Regions from separate parts of the Mus musculus genome. Here regions 1, 3, 4 and 5 are each linked to region 2. The links are chromatin contacts, called in public Micro-C and promoter capture Hi-C maps. All regions are on one chromosome and are shown on one strand. The core of a region is the stretch at or near the end of the contact, and the rest is flanking DNA. Distances in the headings are between cores, read along the strand shown. Region 1 holds the start of Tmem266 (transmembrane protein 266). Region 2 holds the start of Peak1 (pseudopodium-enriched atypical kinase 1). Region 3 holds the start of Dmxl2 (Dmx-like 2). Region 4 holds the start of Idh3a (isocitrate dehydrogenase 3 (NAD+) alpha). Region 5 holds the start of Dnaja4 (DnaJ heat shock protein family (Hsp40) member A4).

Region 1 (2,701 bases), core at 97-2,596, 1.1 Mb after region 2:
CTCCAACACAGAGATGACAGCCTTGCAGTGAAGACCCAAGGAAATGAGCCACAAATGGCGTTTAGCTCAGCACTGGGTCCCTACAAGTACATCTCCTGGTTTAATGTGGTACCACAGTCCAGCTGCTGGACCCCCACAGCTTGCGAGTCATTTTCATTTTGTGCTTCCGGCTCTTTCTGTTCTTTTCACTATATTATTCCTGGGGGAGGGCCATAGGGAGCAGTTACATACAGTCCACTTTCCCCACTCTTCTTCACAGCCAAGTTAAAGCTAGGGAAATAGATAATATACCCTGAAGAGAAACCCAGTGCTTAGAATATGGTGATGTATGTATATGGAATATAAGTAAATCATATTTCAGTCTAAACTATATAATGGAAAAAATGAGAATTTATTTCAAAAGAAAGAATTGGCAGGCAACACATTTAAAGAGGATAGAATGGGGTCTTACGGACCTCATTATTTCAGTATTGGTGACTATGAAACAGAATGGAGTATGGGGTCTGACTTCCAACAGGTGGCTAGCTTTAATCGGCTTCAGATGCAAAACCGCGATGAGTCTGAGTAAGCAAGACTCAGATGCTCAATTCAAGGCCTCCTATTAACAATTTAGAAAGAATTTCTTTCCTGGGTTTAAACCTCCCTGGCAAGTTAGCAAGCAGGGAACTGTCTGCACCTGTCCTCGGAACAGTACGCCAGGCTGACATGAAACCCTCCATCCTTTCCAGACCGTCCATCCTGCCGCTGGGGCACCTAGCGACAAACCGGGGAAGCCCACTAGGAAGTGGTCACGACCAGCAAAGCCACAAACCCCTAGGGTGTGGGATTTCCACCTCTACACCACGTCTGAAAACCGAAAATAGGCGTCCACTTGCTATACTGCAATGGGATTCCCCTTAGAAGCAAACCTCCCGCACCCCCAGCTTTCATGTTTTATTAATAAATGCAAGATGGCACACAGAGGCAAAGAATAGGAGGGAAGGCATCCGCAGCTGGACCCGAACCAGGACAGTTTGCAAAAATAAATAAGAAGCATGTGACAAGCAGATCCCCAGTCTGGATCTGAAGACCCCGTGCTCCCCAGAGGATGGTCGTCCGGCTCCCCAGCCCGGGACATGAAGGTCAGCTGCAGGATCCTAGTCCTCCAGGGCAGTCACCCTGCAAACCACGATCCGGCCCCTACCTTTGCCTCCCTCACCCGCCCGCCCGGGCCACAGCCGGGGAAGCCCCGGCGGCTGCCGGCTGCAAGAACACGTACCTGCTGCCGGAGCTCAGGATTCGCTCTGCTCTGCAGCGCCGGGCCCGCGCTCCCGCTCCCGGGGCTCCCCTCTCCGCCCCCCCACCCCCCCGCCCCCTCGCGGCCCCGCCGCTCCCTCCGCCCCTCCGCCCACCCCGCTCGAGCGCGCGCGCACGCGCTTTCGGGACGGCGGCTCTCCCGGGCCCGCGCCTGCGCTCTCGCTGCCCGCTCCCGCTCCCGCTCGCGCGTTCCGGAGGCTGCAGAGGGGCCGCGCGGCTGTCTAGGAAACTGCGACCAGCGGGGGCCGCGTGTGGGCAGTCACCCCCGGCGAAGGGCAAGCGGGCCTCGTGGCGCGGGTGACAGGGGGCAGGAGCTCGAAGCGGAGGCTGGCTGGTGCGGCCGAGGGCGGGCGGGCGCCTGCGGTCCCACGGTACCGCCCTGGGTGCGTTTTCACACACTGTGCTGTGAGTAGCGGCGCGCAGTGTCCTCCGAGGTTTCTGCCTGCCGCCCCTGGTGTGTGCATTGCCCCAAGGAGCCTTTGAAGGCATTGCCCACCCCTCGGTGGTCCCCATCACATTCTCACGTGACAGATACACTGTGCGTGTTGGTCATGTATTGTAAATGAAGAGTTTTCTGCCCTTGAAGCGCCTGTCCCGATTGAGAATGCCTAGAGTAGACAGAGTGACTGAGCAATCTGGGGGTTTAAAAAAAAAAAAAAAAAGCCTCACGTGTGAAAAGGAAAAAAAAAAAAAGCTTACTGCTGTGAACAGTTTTTAAAAACAGTTTTTTAAAAATAGCCGCTTTCCTTTGGGGTTTTGGCCTTCTTATGTTAGATACTTTAAAGATCGGAAACCCTTCTTTCTCTAGGGCACAAAGTTCCTGAGTGACTTTGGGGTTCTCCCCCATTGGCTTCCCCTCCAGAATAATCACTATTTGGTTAGGTTCACGTGGCCTTCAGGAACGCCTGCGACTTTCTTGCCTTCTCTTCCACTAGCAAAACGGTAGAAATTAGAATTGAAAGCTTTAAAACCCAGACCATACATAGAACCGCCTGAAGGGCTCGGATCGGTTTTTTAATAGATACAGAAATGTCTAGACAAGGAATGTACATGGAAAAGTATGTCTTTGTTTAGTCCTCACCTACCAACATTTCTTAACCATCTGTAATGTCTAATTTCGGGGGGCAGGGGGTCCTTGGAGAAAACAGTTGTAGAAGTTATTTGGCTTGACAGGATTTCCCCCTACTGGTTCTAGGCATAAATAGACTGGAAAGTAGAAATGCTGTCCTCCCTCCATACTACCTCCCCGTGACCCCCCATTTAGTAGAACTACACTTAAGTTTCCTTAAGGGCTTTGAACAGCATTCATGACAGTGTTTCGCTGGTTAGCCATCTGGCAAAACATTGAGATACAAAGATTTCCTGAATTAGACTCCAATAACAAGCACAAACAATAATCCCTGGA
Region 2 (3,002 bases), core at 112-2,611:
ATCTTGCAGAGAATTTTAACAAGGTGTTTAAAATTCTTTGGAGACAGCATTAAGACAATCTTGCTGGGGAGAGATTTTCCAATTTACACACAGAAACAAAATACATAAATTCTGATCGTGGCCTGGTGATTATCATAATTTGGGGAAATAACCGAACTTGTGACGTGAAAATACAACCCCAAGGCTGTAGGAACTCTCTCTGAGAATGGCACAAACCAACACCTTTTCTGGCTCTCATCAACACGGGAAGTGGCTTGGACACCCCCCAAACATCATCCTACCCCCACAGGAAGTGAGTTACAGTTCCCCCTCCCCTATGACAGCATGTCTCCCTTCCCCCAACCGGAAGTGAGGCGCCCCCATTCAGTGGGCCTTAAACCAAGACAAACCAATAACAGCAGCAGCAAAAGAAGGATGATCTTCAAAGGGGGAAGGACATCTCGACTGTTGCCACCCCCATGCTCGTCTTGCTTACTAACCTGCTGACGGCAGGAGCAGGCAGGGGCCTGGGGACTAATGAAAGTCCCTTGCACAGAGGACAATTCCCTCAGCCCCTCGCAATCGCCTTCACTCTTCACTCCGTCGTCTCACAGCTTGACAGAAATTCCTCCGCAGTACTTTATTTTGGTGTCTTTTCTTACTCTTTACCTAATCACTTAGTCACCTCCAGATAGGTAACTTCTTTTAACGTGGTAATACTGAGAATTGTTCCGTTGAGGAGAGACGTGAAATGTTATACCCGATACTTTCAGAGAAATGAAGGGATTATTTTGCCCAATGCGGCGAAGGACTACGTGACCACGCAAGGTGAGACACACTTTCGCGAAGGTTCTTGGGAAATGTAGTTTTCATTTTCATTGCTAAGGCTCTCAAAAAATAGTGGGACTTAAATTTTAATTACTGTATACTGGACTCTTAGAGGATAGTTATTCTGTACTAGACGAATGGCTGACTTAAGGTGATTCGGCCCCGAAAAAAATCCAAATCTGCGCTGTTTCTTTCCACTGGCGTTTAATTGAACCCAAATTCCCCGTCACATGGACTCAAGGTCCCTGCCGCCCCGCCCCCTGGCTTTGGCTCCACCCCTCAGCCAATCAGACTTTCTCTAGCTCGTGTTCTCCGGATATTGGCACTCAGGGAGGCGTGGCCTCTTGTCAACTCCTCCCATGGGGCTGAGAGTAGAGCTCGGAGACCGCCGAGGTTTGGTGCGGGCACGCGCGGGCGAGCGCGCGCGGTCTGAAGAAGTGAAGCGGCAAGGGTGCGCGCGGCGGGGCGGCGTGCAGGGTTGGGAGGAGCGAGCGGACTGGTGGGCTGGGCGGACGGAGAGCGGCCGGGAGCGCGCTGTGGACTCCGCGGCCGCGAGTAGTTAGTTAGTTGTGTCAGTTGCTCGGTGGAGGCGGCCGCGATCACCAGAAAGGGGACGGGACAGGAGGCAATGCTGAATATCGCAACGGCTTGTGCTCCCCTCAGGTAACGGGGGCAGGGTTGCCCACGTACCCTCCGGTCCCTTTCCCACACGCGCTGGCTTATGGGGCCAGGGTCGCCGAGAGGTGAGGACGCGGACCTAGGGGGGATCGGGACTGGGTGGCGCCGCAGGGGCTCGGCAGCCCGTGCGTCCTGCGGGGCGCGGGCTGCAGTGCCCCGGCCACCCACGCGCCCCGCGGGCGCCGCGAGCCCTCTCATGCCCCCCACCGGCCCAGGCCTCGTTACCCTGGCTGCGATGGTCCCGGGAGCGCGGCGCCCCCCAGAGGAGGGAAAGTTGGAACCTGGCGGCTAGGGACTTCCCGGGGCTGGGCTGCGAGGCTCCAGGGGAAAGTGAAGCCTTAGAGGAGCTGGAGATGTGGAGGCTGGGGCAAGAAGGGCTTCTGCCTAGTCTGTATGGTCGCCTCACTCCCAGACTTTGGAGGATCAGGCTCAGCCTTGCCTCAGCAGTCAGGACGGAACCGGTGGCTCTGTGCCTGCTCACTTTACGCTCTGGCCAGGGAGCCCCTAATGTGCGCAGGCTTCCTAGGTTGCTTAGGGGTTTGGGATTTTGAGAGGCTGGGTTAGACATTTGTTTTTCTTTGCCCTTTGGCTTATGGGTTCTTGCCAATTTCCTTTCCTCCTTCGAAGAGGACTACCCATCTGAATTGGGTCCCCTTCTCGTTATCCCCCATCTTATGCTCCATTTGTTGGAGAGCTTGATTTTGTTCTTGGACTTCATTAAGGACTGCTGAGAGCAATATCAAAGAGTAGTCCGCCCTCCAGTCCCCCTCCCCCAGGCCCCATGTCTGCAGTCCAGTTTTTAAGGACCCAAATTGAGGAACCAGAGCTGTGGAATGGAGTTATTGGATGGCTGGTGTTGAAGGATAGAGATGAGTTAGAGGAAAACTATGATTTCATCTTTATTGGCCTTACTATAGAAAACCCAGTACATTTTTCTTTGCCTCTGTTGAATGTGGTAAGAGTACACTCTCAATTAAATACTTGGTGACTTACATAAAAGACTATTTTTAAGCCACTGGATGATGTGCATGAACTGCTTTTTCACCTGAGTCGGAATTGCTTTGAGTATTCTGTTTGGTGGCCTATCTGTTGACTTGATCTTTTTCTTTCTTTCTCTTTCTTTTCTTTCTTTCTCTTTTTTTTTTTCAGCCACACTGTCCTCCCTTTATCTACCTTGGCAAATTAAGTATGTAGTCAAGAGAACACATATTGCTCTCTGCAAAGAGGAAAAAAAAAAAAAAACCCAGAAAGCCCAAACTTGAATTATCCACAAGGGTAAAACTTTCCATGAGCAATCTTGGATACTCACTTCATGATGGCTTCTTTTGTAATCTCAGAGCATTTTAGATCTTTCAATTCACTGACTACCCTAATTACTTTCCAAAGTGCCTGGCACTTTCTTTGGTGACTTTTTCAGTAAACTATAATTGCAGGTGAGGTACATTTTCTTGGCTTCCAAGTTAGGAGTTAATAGCCTTATCACAGAGATTAACAGTTAACAATGGAAGCAGAGTTCA
Region 3 (2,889 bases), core at 140-2,639, 1.9 Mb after region 2:
AATGGATGGGTGGAGGTGGGGAGTGACTCCCCCCCTCCCCGAGATCTTAGCCTGGGGGTTTATGCCACTATAGATGAAAAGGGATATGCCTTAGGTCGCTGGGAATTAGTTGATTACTGATGCTGCTTTCCCGGAACAGTAAACATGCGGAATCTGCCTCCATTCTCCACCCTCGGCACATTCACCTGATTATACATTTCAGCTGAGAAGTAGCAGATAGCCTTTAGGACAGGCAGAACAAAATCTGGGCTTCTCAGTGGATTCAGTGTCTCGAAAGCCCTGGACATAGAGCCCCCCTGGGTGCGTGTATTTCTTGTTAACTATCATATCTTTCCCCTAACTGATATACCTGCCTCAAGCATTGAACTTAGTGTCTCCCCCGTACATTTTACTTTCTAGCTCTCCTAATTTCTTTATTATAATGCTTTATTCCTAGTTGCTCCTAGCCTGTCAAAATTGAATCCAGGGACTCATTACTCTATGTCCTCAGAGAGATCCTTCCAGCCCCCTAGTTAACATATTGTAACCTCATCGATTTTTGTATCTTTTGTAAGCCTTGTGCGTGTTTGGTCTTAAATTTTCCTCGTTAACCTTTGTTCCGTGCCGCGGTTTCTTTTCTACAACCTGAGCTAAAAATCGCAAAGAATTGACCCGGTGTGTGTGTGTGTGTGTGTGTGTGTGTGTGTGTGTGTGTGTGTAGTGGGGGCAGGGATCTGATTTCAAATTAGCAGACAGCCTGGAAAAGCAGGCGATTCTGCGACTTCATGACATCATACCCTGGGGGAAAAACACTTTTAGATAGAGGGATCACCGGTCTCTAGGGGGACGTGTGAGAAAAAGTGTGAGCACAACAATTTGCTGTCGGGGGAGTTCAGCATCCCTTAAAGGCTGTAAGATGCTGCATACTTTAAAGTAGACAGAAGGACCTTAAGATCATGGGATTGCCCAGTGATGGTAGTGTCCTTCCCCTGAGGTCAGCGGTACTGACCAGCACGCGCTGTCCTCGAGAGACGCTTAAACACTTAGCAAAACAGGCCGGCCCCCTGGCCCCGCCCCTGGAGGTCTGGGCCCCGGGCTCCCAGGGAACTCCCGCAGGTCTGCGCGCGCAACCGGCACAGAGGGTCCGCGCGTCGCGGCGCGCGCAGTTGTCCTGGAGACGGTGGCGCGCGCACGCGCACGCGCGGCGCCGAGAGCGTGGCTTCCCGTGTGAGCGCGTTCTTTTGCCTGCGCGCCGCGTCCCCGCGCCGGGCGCGCGCCGGCCTCTCCCTGGCGCGCGGCGTGACGGCCTCGCACGCGCCCCGCTTGCGCGCTCTCCGGCGCCGCCCCCGCCTCGCACGCGCCGCGGCCCTGCGCCCGCACTGTGCGCCGGTGCGGCAGGCCGTGGGAGCATCCGGGCATTTCCGCAGCCGAGCGGCGGTCGGGCTGCGGCGGCCGGAGCCTCTCATGGCCGGGCGGCGGCCGGCAGACGACAGGCGAGCGGGGCGCTGAGTCCCGAGGACGCACAGGAAGAGCGGCTGCGGCCGGGCGCGGGACTCGTCCTCCTCTGGCGCAGAGCTCATTCCAGCCGGAATCCCGAGATGCATCTGCATCAGGTCCTCACCGGGGCTGTCAACCCTGGGGACAACTGCTATTCGGTGGGCAGCGTCGGGGACGTCCCCTTCACGGTGAGCAGAGCTGGGGCCTCCCGTAGGGCCGTGAGCGACGAGCCCACCCACGCCCCCTGGGCTCTGGGCTTGGGCGGGGGTAGGGGAAGGATGAGGAATCACCGCCCTCGTCCGCCCGCCCGCCCGCCCGGTGAGTGCGCGGGTGGCGGGGATGGAAGGTTCGGGGCAGCCCCGGGGTCTGCGGTGCCGGGAGGGAGGTGTTGGCAGCGGCCGAAGCCCGGGGCGGCTTCCACCTGCTCCTGGCTGGCAGCGAACGGTCTTGGTCTCAGGGTATGGAGGCGGTGCTGCTCCCTGGCCTCCCGAGCTGCCTGCGGCTTTAAACGCGCCCTCTGTATCTCCCTAGGTAGAATTTTAGCATACGGGAATAGAAAAATCCGCTCTCTCCCTGAAAGAGTTAGAATGGAAGTCACCTTTTCATGAGTGGCCTGTCTTATCTAGCTCAGGGTTCCGTTTCGGTAATCCTTTCAGGTATTAACTTAATCTTTGCAAGCTAGTTTTTTTTTTTTTAATTTTTTTAAAGCCTGAAGCAGTGTTACATTTTAAGACTTTCCTTGGGCGTGTGATAAAAATGTATGTAAACATAGCGTTTTGGAAACCAGCACCTCCCTACACGACATAGTCAGTTTCTCAGCCAGATGGGTGGGATTCATCAATCCTTTTTTGAGAAAAGGCTGATAAAATCAAGCTCTCCCAGAGATTATTTTGTAAGATTCACACGGATTAATAATGTTTTTTATATTAAGTATATACATGGTCCTTCTTAGAAGGAATTGTATTAGTGAGACCTCTATTAAGTACATATTGATAATCATTATGCTTAATTAAATTGGATATTGCTTAGTAATATGCTTTTTAGACAACGGGAACCATTTGATTTGATGTCTACAGCAGCATGTTTGTAAAACTGCAGGAAAAATTACAGCAAAACTGCAGAATCATTATGTAGCACTGCATTCTGGAACACTTTATCTGTTTTTAATGTTTTGTGATTCATTTAAAAAAAAAAACCTCAACAAGGTTGCTTCTTGGCCTTAATAATTTTAAGATGTAGTCAGCTCAGGTTTGTTCTAGTTTTGAAAGAATACTTTTAAAAATAGGGTTGTTTGACATATTATTCTTTCACTAATCAGTGGTGCTGAGTTTGCTACACATGTGACTTAAAACATCAGTCTAGGGCCCTGTGACATGGCTTGCTGGATAAAGGTGCTTACTACCAAACCTAGAG
Region 4 (2,877 bases), core at 7-2,506, 1.8 Mb after region 2:
ACCAAACAAAAAAGCCTAGTTACTGATGTCCCAGAATCACTGTCTGCTTGATCACTGCCAAGACAGATACATCGATAGCTAGGAAAGCTTCAGGCTTTCATGTCCTTCTACATGGAATAGGTGCTTTCATGCAGAAATACCTGTGACACAAGCACATGTATCTTACAGGTGGGTTCGCAGATGTTAAATAGTTTGCAGAGGATACACAATTGGCCAATGGCTTTGTCAGGATTTAAAATTAAGAACCCCTAAATTGAATTATTAATAAACAATAGTGCATCTCCAAACCTCTCTTTAAAGGAGAAGGGCAATACAAATTTCATTTAAAAATCTGCATTGCTTATAGCAGACTTCTAGAGAGCCACCCACGACGGCATCAGATGACCTACGGCCTGGTCAGTACTATATCCATAATTAGCTAAGTGACCTTGGCCACCGGAGAGACAGAAAATCAAAATACCTCGGGTTTCTCTCAAAGATGACAATGACCTCCTGTATGACCTTGAGCAAATTTGTCTTCGAGGGCAGGTCAGCTCCACCAGGAAACGAAAAGACTGCATATGTAACCTGAAGCGCCTTCCAGCTCTAGTACCTGAACTATCAGGGAGAACTAGAGAGTCCCAGATCGCTGGGTCCCAACAACTGAAGGTGAAAGGACGATGATGCGATCTCCCTGAACGTTCAGAGTATAACTCCAAGGAGCACGATGCCCTGCGTCCTCTGAAGGAGGAATACCTACCAGGGCACCAGGCATCAGACTAGGAAGAGTTCCAAGAGAGAGAAAAATCTGGCTGGCCTAACGGCCCGGGATTCCCTCACCTCGAAAACCCTCTTGCGCCCAGCGTTTACCCGGTCAAAGGCTGAGGGATCAGGGAGGGGCGACCTGGGCATGCTGCCCGGAGACCCGCAGGTGACAGGGCCGCGGGGCCTAGGTGGCCTGTCTGTGACCCTCAAGGGCTCCGGGGGAGGCCTGTGCACCTATCCTGGAGGACACTGGTGGGGACACCCGGAGCAGTACTGGCCGCCTTGACCTTGACGCCGTCCCCGCCCGGCGCGGCTGTCCCGGCTCAGGGCTAGCCACGCACGGCGTGCCGGCCACATTCCCCGAAACACTGCCCGCGGGCCATGAGCCGCCTCCGCGCGCTCGCCTCCGCCATCCATCAGGCGGGATCACAGCCTACTCTCCCTGCTCGCCCTCGAGCTTGCTGCCCTGTAGCGCTCACCTTGGACACCCACGCGGACCCGGCCATCGCGTCCACTTCCCTCACCGCGGCGACAGCGGCAACACCAGGGCGCATGCGCATAGCCCTCTTCCCAAGCCCGCCCCTCACGGCCCCGCCCCGAGGCTCCGTGTGGCCCCGCCCCTAGCTCGGGTCTCTCGATCGCTCACCGCCCCGCTCCGGACCCCGCTGCACAGCTGCCGCTAGCTGACCAATCACCGCCTTCATCTTTTGATGACGCGCGGAGCGGGCCCAGCTGCGACCCGGAAGCCTCCTCCCCTTCCTCCCGCTTCATTCATTGAAAAGCTGTTTGGATGAGTTTTTTGTTTCCGACCTATTAGGGGACCAATCAGCCTTCTTTATTTGGGGGATTGTGCGCCCCTTAAAACTTTGCGGTCCCACTGGGACAAATATCTTGCTTATTTTCAAACATTGTTTTGTTTTGTTTCATTTCTTAAGACAGTATCATGGAGCTTCAAACTGATTATGTAGCTGAGGCTGGGTTTGAACCCCGGACTGCCAGGGGTTCCTCTTTTCTTGCCTCTATCTCCCAGGTACAGGGACTGTAGGCATGCACCACCTCGCCTAACTTGATTCTTACATTTTTTTTTAAATTTTCATTTTTTTGTTTTGTTTTTTGAGACAGGGTTCTTCTGCATAGCCTCAGCTACCCTGAAACTCACTCGCTAGACCAGGCTGGCCTCAAACCTACAGAGATCTGGCCTCTGCCTCCCGAGTTCTGGGATTAAAGGCGTGTTCCACCATCATCTGGCTAATTTTTATTTTTTTTTAATAGCTTTACTGAATAAAAAGCATTTATTAGTCTGCAGAGGACCCGGATTCAGTTCCCAGCACCCTCATGATGGCTCACAAATGTCTGTAACTCCAGATGTAGAGGATCCAGTACCTTCTTCAGGCCTCACAGGGCACCAGATACCAATATGGCACAGGCACCTACATGCAGACAAAACACTCATATACATAAAATAGACAAATCTTTTAAAAAGTACTTGATGTAAATGTACAATCTGAAGTTTTTAGCAAATGTAAGTGTTTTCATAAAATAAATTCAGAAAACACAGCTCTTGGGCTGGGGAGATGGCCCAGTGGGTTAGGTGCTTGTTTCAAAAGCATGAGGACCTGAATTCAATACCCAGTACCCATGTAAAGAGTCAGGAAAGAGTGAGCATCTATAACCCCAGCAATGAAAATCCAGAGCTAGGTGAATCCTGCTGCCATTGCCAGACAGCCTAGCTGATATGATGAGCCCCAGGTTGTTTAGTGAGTGGGAGACCTGTCTCAAAAGCTAAGGTAAGGATACCTACCATGAAGCCATGAAGCACTCAAGCACTCAAGCGCTCTCTCTCTCTCTCCCTCCCTCTCTCTCTCTCTCTCTCTCTCTCTCTCTCTCTCTCTCTCTCTCTCTCCCCCCCACACACACACACCACACTCACATTCTCCATTTACACACTATAACTCTTACTTCAAAAAGAGTAAGAGGGGGTTTAGTCTGACCAAATATAAGTAACTAAGGCCAGGAAACACAGGTTTAGATTACCCCAGTTTCTATGTTTCAACGTGGTAAACAAAAACAAAAACCATGTTGAGGACAAATCAGAGTTTGCAGACTGGCAGTGATGGCCCATGCCTTTAATCC
Region 5 (2,755 bases), core at 227-2,726, 1.7 Mb after region 2:
GGGTATAATGGTCTTTACAGGGAGGCATTCTAAACTTGTGACAGCCACATTCATTCGGCACATGTGGCTAAATATAAATATTCTATCATTGCTGCCACAGCCAACCTTCAGCAGTCTGCCTGCTCCAGCTTGGAATTACTAATGCAGACAGGTATTTTGATCCGAGTGTCATTTCCCCAGGTCTAAATGCTAGACAGGGTGATCAGCGGCTCCAAAAGTGATCCAGGTGTGACTGCTATGCGCTCCCACCATGGCGCTGGCTCCCCAGATTCATCTGGGGCAGCCAAAGTGGGTTTTTTGTTTGGTTTCCTTGGGGGTTTGTTTTGTTTTCTTAAACGACAAGAAGTGAAACAGACTAGCTAGCCAACTCTCCTTGCAATGGCTGGTACTTTGAGTCTCCTATTCAGGTGGGCCATTTCCGCTTTGGGAACAAAATGAAGAATGCCTTATTTCTGTAAACAGGATGGAAAAGGTTCAAATTAGGACACCAGTTGCAGAGCACTTCAGCCTATTATCTGTCAGTACTTATGGTCAACCGTGGGTCATTTGTCACAGGAAACCTGGAGTTCTCACTATAAGCAGATGTGTCGGGTTACAGACTTCTGCACCCCTGATTAATAACGACAAAAAAAGTGATGATTCCGTGTCTGAAAACTGTATCAGGCAGGAGGTGGCCCTCACAGATCATATCCACTCAGTCCCTCTCAAGAGGGACGCTGGGTTTGTCTAAGGTACAAGTCAGATCACAGGAACTCATCCCTAGGGCTTATGCAACACGCGGAACAGAAACACAATATTTCGCTGCCGGGGGGGGTCCCCAACAAGCACATAGCTTCTGTTCACCGGTGCCAGGGTTTCTGGTTTGCCGGTGTCTTCTCCCACAGGAATGCCAGGGCTGCCTCAGAGAGCTGTGCTCCCAGAGGTCAGCACGGATCCCCGTCAGGGTCCTCACAGCCCGGAAGCAGGGGCTCCAGAAACACTTGTAGAGCGAACGAAGGTGCGGATGGCTGCTGGCACTGGCGCCCCGCACCTAGCCTTGCTAGGTGCCCCCGACTGACTGCGCCCCGCGGCCTCCCTCGGGCTGGCGCGGCTCCTGGAGAGAGCCTCTGCGTCGCCTTCAATAATTCACAGCCCGGGTCCTCCCGTAACCCCGACACCCCGCGGGGCCCCGCACCTTCTCGCCCTCATCCGGGTTCTTGTCCGGGTGGTACTTGAGCGCCAGCTTCCGATAGGCCTTCTTGATCTCCTCCGGGGACGCGCTGGGCTTCACCCCCAGGATGTCATAGTACTGGGTCTCCTTCACCATCTTGTCTCTGCGGGGTGGGGCGGACGAAGCGGGTCAGCGCGCCCCCGACGCCCCCGGCCCGTGCCCCCGACGCCGGCCTGCGCGTCACCGTCTCGGTCGCGGCCGCTTCCCGGGGCTCCGTCCCGAGCGTGAGCCCGGGACCCAGTTGCGCTCCCGGCACCGCCGCACTCGAGCCGCCGGTACCTCCGCCGCCGGCTTTTATTCGGCGCCGGCGGAAGGTTCCGCCAGGAGGCGTGACGCCACATAGGCCCAGAACGTTCGCGGAGGTTCCGGCGGCTCCGGGGCTCGGTCCTCCGGCCGGGCGCGCGCGCTCACCCGTTCTCTTCTGAAGTCTGCTCCTCTGGCTGGCCGTCCGACTCCCCGGAGCTCCAGTTCTGACTGCCGCCACGGGCCATGTTGGGGTGCTCGGGGGTGGGGGGCTTCGGCGTGGAGGTTTCGGGCTTCGTGGTGGAAGTCGTTCGCTGCCGATTGTCACGCCGCCCCGAGGCCGTCCCCTTGCCCTTGCGTGGGTCCGCGGGGTTGGGTCGCTCTGGGATCCGATGGCCTGCAGGAGGGCCTCGTGTGCGCGAACCCTGGGCAGAGGAGAGCTTGGACTGGGAGGTCAGCGGACGCGCGGACCCCACCCGGCCTCTGCCTCGGGGTGTGGCCCCCTTCTGTTCGGTCACTGCGGGGGTGTGCTCTGGGGTCTGCCTTGGATTGTTGCATTTTGGGGGGTGTTGGAGTGAATGGCTGCCTTCTGTGGTGGCGTCGAGATCCTGCGGTGGCTGGTTCCCCCTAGGCATCTTGAAGGCTGGGTGACCATTAGCCTTTGAAGATGTGAACAGTGGCCTTTAGGTGGCCTGAGTTTGGACACTGGCCTCTCTATTGCCCACAGCTGGAAACCTCATAAGTACCCCAAGGGTGAGGAGTGACGTTTCCCAGCTGTGAGCAGTGATGACGTCTATCACCTGTGAACAGTGACATTATTTCCAAGTCTTTCAAGGATGAGCAGTGATCTCTCTTTTTTTTCAGGAGTGGGAATCCCCACCCCACCCCCACCCCCATACACACACATATCAATGCACAAATGGGCCAAGGCAGAGCCATCGAACCAGTATTGCAGCTCTACCGGGCACTGAAGCCTACAAGACCAGGCGGTCCAATCTTCTACTTCTCTAGGCTGCTTTCAACGGATGCCACGATTAAGACTACTCAAAACATGTGGGTGTGGACTTGCTGCTGCAGCGCTATCAGAATACTGCAGACCCTTCTGGCCTACTTAGGCTTCTCGTGGTGCAACACTTTATCCAGGAGAGGAAGCCACCCTGGCCAGCTCCCTGGAGTCCACTGGCCTGGGTTTTGATCTGGTGGCTGAAGCTCCTCTTTCATGCGCGCAATAGGGATACAAACGACTTAATACCCATGAGAAATTAAGCCAAGCCGCTAGCTTCTTTTCCGGGGAACATGAGA

What was found. Promoter capture Hi-C pulls out the DNA fragments that hold promoters and counts their contacts. Hi-C and Micro-C count contacts between places; a contact is called where the count stands out from the background.
Region 1: a Micro-C map of embryonic stem cells shows a contact between it and region 2, with 5 times the contacts expected there. The contact joins the promoter of Tmem266 here to the promoter of Peak1 in region 2. A contact is called at or near these places in 1 of 484 Hi-C or Micro-C datasets (embryonic stem cells) and 2 of 115 datasets of contacts at active chromatin or transcription factors (astrocytes and large pre-B cells).
Region 3: a contact with region 2 is called in a Micro-C map of embryonic stem cells, with 12 times the contacts expected there. The contact joins the promoter of Dmxl2 here to the promoter of Peak1 in region 2. A contact is called at or near these places in 1 of 39 promoter capture datasets (liver), 3 of 484 Hi-C or Micro-C datasets (all in embryonic stem cells) and 1 of 115 datasets of contacts at active chromatin or transcription factors (astrocytes).
Region 4: a contact with region 2 is called in a promoter capture Hi-C map of pre-B cells, with 5 times the contacts expected there. The contact joins the promoter of Idh3a here to the promoter of Peak1 in region 2. A contact is called at or near these places in 3 of 39 promoter capture datasets (erythroid cells, liver and pre-B cells).
Region 5: a promoter capture Hi-C map of erythroid cells shows a contact between it and region 2, with 23 times the contacts expected there. The contact joins the promoter of Dnaja4 here to the promoter of Peak1 in region 2. A contact is called at or near these places in 3 of 39 promoter capture datasets (erythroid cells, hippocampal neurons and liver) and 1 of 115 datasets of contacts at active chromatin or transcription factors (astrocytes).

What each region holds. Positions count from the first base shown.
Region 1 is chr9:55,325,558-55,328,258 of GRCm38.p6, reverse strand. It overlaps Tmem266 (transmembrane protein 266), which reads right to left and starts at 1,346. Exons shown (of 11, transcript NM_172923.4): 1 at 1,259-1,346.
Region 2 is chr9:56,416,409-56,419,410 of GRCm38.p6, reverse strand. It overlaps Peak1 (pseudopodium-enriched atypical kinase 1), which reads left to right and starts at 1,361. Exons shown (of 7, transcript NM_172924.3): 1 at 1,361-1,470. Hmg20a (high mobility group 20A) reads right to left here and starts at 792. Exons shown (of 10, transcript NM_025812.3): 1 at 480-792.
Region 3 is chr9:54,500,126-54,503,014 of GRCm38.p6, reverse strand. It overlaps Dmxl2 (Dmx-like 2), which reads left to right and starts at 1,389. Exons shown (of 44, transcript NM_172771.2): 1 at 1,389-1,664. The coding sequence starts at 1,578.
Region 4 is chr9:54,584,890-54,587,766 of GRCm38.p6, reverse strand. It overlaps Idh3a (isocitrate dehydrogenase 3 (NAD+) alpha), which reads right to left and starts at 1,256. Exons shown (of 11, transcript NM_029573.2): 1 at 1,224-1,256. The coding sequence starts at 1,250.
Region 5 is chr9:54,698,280-54,701,034 of GRCm38.p6, reverse strand. It overlaps Dnaja4 (DnaJ heat shock protein family (Hsp40) member A4), which reads right to left and starts at 1,476. Exons shown (of 7, transcript NM_021422.4): 1 at 1,175-1,476. The coding sequence starts at 1,306. It overlaps Gm46113 (a long non-coding RNA gene), which reads left to right and starts at 2,315. Exons shown (of 2, transcript XR_001779175.2): 1 at 2,315-2,755.